Linked DNA regions of Hordeum vulgare: region 2 is linked to region 1. Evidence: chromatin contacts called from public Hi-C data. All regions are on one chromosome and are shown on one strand. Each heading gives the region's core, a stretch centred on a gene start, on an enhancer-like site or on the middle of the called end of the contact. The rest is flanking DNA. Distances are from core to core; before and after follow the strand shown. Region 1 holds the start of LOC123402833 (transcription factor IBH1-like 1). Region 2 holds the start of LOC123402993 (serine/threonine-protein kinase BLUS1).

The links. A called contact is a pair of places that touch in the nucleus more often than the background predicts.
Region 2: a Hi-C map of seedling shows a contact between it and region 1, with 1.8 times the contacts expected there. The contact joins the promoter of LOC123402993 here to the promoter of LOC123402833 in region 1. A contact is called at or near these places in 2 of 6 Hi-C or Micro-C datasets (leaf and seedling).

What each region holds. Positions count from the first base shown.
Region 1 is chr6H:535,229,563-535,232,147 of MorexV3_pseudomolecules_assembly, reverse strand. It overlaps LOC123402833 (transcription factor IBH1-like 1), which reads right to left and starts at 1,274. Exons shown (of 1, transcript XM_045096790.1): 1 at 227-1,274. The coding sequence starts at 932. The coding sequence ends at 462.
Region 2 is chr6H:535,870,343-535,872,927 of MorexV3_pseudomolecules_assembly, reverse strand. LOC123402993 (serine/threonine-protein kinase BLUS1) reads right to left here and starts at 1,300. Exons shown (of 20, transcript XM_045096968.1): 1 at 951-1,300; 2 at 1-212. The coding sequence starts at 1,154.

The sequences.
Region 1 (2,585 bases), core at 25-2,524:
GAGAGTGAATCAGGATTATCATCCGGCTAGCAACACATAGTTTAAACCGGGAGTCCATATGGACAACAATATATAGGAAACCTATACTGACTCTATATGGTTGATCAACTCCGCATCTTCATCGAGAATTCAAGCCGGGAGTGCAACGGATTCCATATCTTTCTTTCACCAACATGCTCATATTAAAAGACAATTGATGTTCTCATGTTCACGTATATGACATGCATTGTTGAACAGACCGAGTGTGGACACTCTAGAGAAAATGAAACATGATATAGCTATATACACAATAGTGTTCTTGACAATTTGACATACTAAAAATATTACACATCTATCATCGCTGATGACCTCTGTCACTGCATGCTGTGAGCTGCTGAGGAACGAAGGTAGAGAAGGTTTTGGTATCTTATAATACAAGCGTCATCTCCACGAACTACGCGCACGCAAGAGAGACCCACAAGCTATTGTTTTGGAGCTTGAAGAACCCTCAACAGAAGCTGCATTACATCGACCTGAGCCTTGAGGCACACTGCATAGTCAATGGCTTCACCCAGCAGCGTGCACTCGTCGTCCACCGTCTCCACTCCGGGGACGATCCCTTTCAACACCTGCGTCCTCTTCCTCACCATGGCCCTCGCGAGGACGCCGGCCGAGGCCCAAGACCTCGCCGCCATGCCGGCCTTCCTCGGCCTCGGCCGGTGGCACCTCCTCAAGATCCTCTTGCTCGTCGACGGCCGACGTTGCGTCTCCAGCGCCTGGCTCCAGCGCGTCGCGTCGGCGCCCCTGGCGGAGGCGAGGGCGGCGTCGGCGGCGCGCCGGATGGCGCGCTTCCTCTCGAGGAAGCCCATCTCCCTCGACGCGACGCCACGCTCCCGGAGCCCTAGGAGCAGGCTCTTGAGCAGCGCCCGCTTGAACTGCATCGAGCCTTGCATGACAAGGGAGGGACCGAAACAGACGGCACCAAGGTAGCCAGGCTAAAGCTACAACGAACAAACCGCCGGCGATGACGAGGGAACAACAAACCTTATCACGAAGCTGGCATGAACTGTAGTGTGTGCCGTGCGTGTGCTGCTTTTGTCGTGTGGAGCACAAGGTCGATCGTGTGTAGTATGCGTCAGTGTATGTGCGCACACACACACATATATATGCATGGATTGGAGGCTAATGAGGTGTGGTTGGAGGAGATATATTTGGTGCGTGTGAGTTGGGGAGAGAGGGAAAGGAGAGATACGATCGTGTGTTCATCTGTGCAGCAGTGCGATGGATGGAGGTTTGATTGGTTGGTGAGGGGACAGTGCACGTGCATGCACATGGCCACATGATATGATAGAGGCAAGGGTCGGGTCCGAGGCCCCACGTCGTCCACATTCGGCGCACGTACGTTTTAGCAGCGACCACTCGGCGACGTGTCACGACGACCGTACGTGGTGCACTCGCAGGCTGATGTATACGCCGGAGGTACATGATTGTTGTGTGTACTGTGCCAGGTACATGCATGCATGCGTCCATGAGAATCTCACTCAGTGTCAGTGGCCCAAGAGTGCTCAACCGCGGGACCGTACGTACGTTACGTATAGCACATGATGTACTCACTTCGTTCCTAAATATAAGTCTTTTTAGATGTTTCATTAAGGGACTACATACGGTTGTATATAGACATATTTTAAAGTATAGATTCACTCATTTTGTCTTGTATGTAGTCTTCTAATGAAAATTTTAAAAAAAACTTATATTTAAAAACGGAGTACATCTGCTGGCTTCATTTGCACATGCAGCTAGCGGCTCATCTAATTGATATCACAATGGCTGAATGTCAGTCGACTGACTTTAGCTTTTGTTAGATTTTGAGAAGGGCGAAGAGGTTCGCCGGAGAGAGGTCGGAGGGAAGCAAGAAGAAGGAAGGAAATATCACCGGAAGGCTACCCAGCACTACGAGTTAGAGCATGGTCAATAGTATATCCAACTGCTGGCTATAAGCTCATCTTATAGCTAGCTTGTATAATAGTTAGATATAAAAGACTATTATTTTTATTATATATGGCCCACCTTTCATTCTCACAAAGCACCTAGGAGCATGTGTTAGAGCTGGCTCTTCACGAAGAGCCCGCTTCCCTTCTCTCTCCTCTTCTCTCTCATCCAACTCAGTAAAAATATAGTATTTTAATCCTTACAGCCTGCTGAGTGTACCTTATTGTACTTGCTCTTATAGGTGAATCTACAGGCAGAACATGCATGTGGTAGTATATCTCTGTCCGTAGTTATAGGCTTAATTTGCACATGAAGTTAGAGCAAGTACAATAAGGTACAGTGAGCAGGCTGTAAGCATTAAAATACTACTTCCTCCATTTATAAATATAAGTCTTTTAAGAGATTTCACTAGAAGACTACATAAGAAGCAAAATGAGTGAATCTACACTCTAAAATGTGTCTATATACATCTGTATATAGTCTTCTAATGAAACCTCTAAAAAGACTTATATTTAGAACGGAGGAAGTATATTTTTGCTGAGTTAGATTAGAGAGAAAAGGAGAGATAAGGGACGCGGGCTCTTCGTGAAGAGCTAGCTCTAGTACGTGTTCCTAGG
Region 2 (2,585 bases), core at 51-2,550, 640 kb before region 1:
AAACCTCTTAGAACTTCACGGAGCACTGTTGCAATGACAGCTTCGTCAAAACCATCTGGGTAGACTGATTTCATTATGTGAAGACAAGATCCTCCAGCCATGTACGGCATAACTACCCATAACGTTTGGTTATTTGCAAATGAGCAGAGTGCCCTAACGACGTTAGGATGGTCTATAAGAATCATTGTCTGAGCTTCACGCATGATATTGTTCTGCACCAAGACAAGCACCAGTGTTGGCCATTTTCGAAACAAAAATGCTCCATGACGTGAAGAGGGACATAAAACAGAATAGGACCCATGAAACTGCAGAAGACAATGCTAGAAGCCAATACAACTAGAGATTGCAGAAGACAATGCTAGCCGGTTCAGATTCATATATCATATCTATTCAACACTTAACATAAACAACTCCAGCCAAAAAGCTTCATTATCCCACAAATATGAATCCAAGCATACAAAAGGACTTGTCACAATCTACACCTAGTTGTTAGCAATGCTACAAGCCAATACAACTAATATAAAGAGCGTATCTGATTCCCTCCACGTGACATATTTGCACCATTGTGATTGGCCTATATTATCCAATCGGTTCAGATTCATATAATCACATGTACGCAACAGCTTGACATAAACCCAATTCCAGCTATCAAACTTCTTTATCCATATATATATATATGAATCCAAGCATATCATTCTTCTAAGCACAACATTATCAATGCCTACTGACACGTATTACTTGTCCGACAGGTTCGTCTGACCACATGAGTATGACCGAAGAATCAATACGTCCCATGGGTGACCGGGATCATCTACTCGAGTAATTTACCTTGCACAGCGAGATAACAGACAAACATGGACGAACGGAACCGGAATTATGGGGCGCGGGCCGGCAAAACAAATTCAAAGGCCGATTTAGGGGGACGGGCGGTAGCTAGCGGTTGTTGTTACCAGGTTGCTGTTGGTGCGCTCGAAGTCGAGCACCTTGACGGCGACGGTCTCGGCGAGCGGCTTGCAGAGCGCGCGGTAGACGATGGCGCTGACGCCCTGGCCGATCTCCTCGTACAGCTCGTAGTCCTCGGCGCGGATCGGGTACCTGCGCCTCTCCCCTGCGCCGCTCCCGCCGGCGGCATGCTTGCCCCCTGACCCGACCATCGCCCGCCACCGCGGCTCCGGGACCCGACGGCGCCCGAGGCGAGCTCCCCGAGCGAACGATCCGATCGACGCGCGCGACGACGGTGGGGCCGAGGTTCGCGGGAGCCGCGCGCGGGGCGGAGACCGTCGACGTAACCCTAGGATAGGACCGCGCGATGGGGCGGGCGGGAGGATTGGGGGGCGGTGGAGGCGGGAGAGGGGGAGGTGAGGAGGAGGGAGGGGGATGCGGGCGTGCGACGGGTCGCGCGTTGCGGAGGGAATTGGGTTTCGGGGTGGCGGGAGCGGGAGCGGGAGCGGGAGGCGGGCGACGGAGGGAGCGCGCCACTCGGTCGGTTCGGTCCTATTCGCCGCTCTGTGTCAAGCCGTGTCAGGGCTTCGCACACAGCGACAGAGGGCTCGGCCGGTTGCAGCGCCAGCCGTTTTTTTCTGGTTTTGAAAAACTTTCGCTGAACCGGTCTTTTTTCCTTTTTCATTTTTCCTTATTGTTTTCTGTTTCTTTTTTTTTATTTTATCATTCTCTTTCAAAAAATGTTTCGGATTTTTTTTAAAAAATTGGATCCTCAAAATTGTTCTCGATTTCAAAATCTGTTCTTAAGATTAAAAATAAACATGCTTTAAAGAATTGTTCGCACCCCAAATTCTTTTCAGGGATTTCAAAATTGTTCTCCATTTCAAATTTTTCTTCTCAAGATTCAAAATATGTTAATGCTTTAAAAAAATGCGCTTTCAAATTTGTTCAGGATTTTTTCAAATTGTTCTTGGTTCCAAAATTTGTTCTCAAAATTTACAAAATGTTCGTGCTTTAAAAATTTGTTCATGCTTTCAAATTTGTTTAGGGTTTTTCAAAGTTATTCTCCGTTTTAAAATTTTGTTCTCGAGATTCAAAAAGCAATCATGCTTTAAAAAATTGTCCGCGCTTCCAAATTTGTTCGGGATTTTTAAAAATTGTTCTAGGTTTCAAAAATTGTTCTCAAAATTCAAAAAATGTCCATGCTTTAAAATTTTGTTTCCACTTTCAAAATTGTTCGGTGTTTTCCAAAATTGTTCTCGATTTCAAAATTTTGTTCTCAATATTCAAAAAATGTTAATGCTTTAAAAAATTGTCTGCGCTTCCAAATTTGTTCAGGATTTTTTCAAATTGTTCTCGGTTTCAAAATTTGGTCTCAAAATTCAAAAAATGTTCATGCTTCCAAAAAAAATCGTGCTTCCAAATTTGTTCGGGGTTTTTCAAAATTGTTCTCCATTTCAAAATTTTGTTCTCGAGATTCAAAAAACAATTGTGCTTTAAAAAAAATCGCGCTTCCAAATTTACTTAGGATTTTTTAAAATTGTTCTCGGTTTCAAAATTTGTTCTCAAATTTCAAAAAAATGTCCGTGCTTTAAAAATCTGGTTGCGTTTCCAAATTTGTTCGGGGTTTTCCAAAAAAAAAT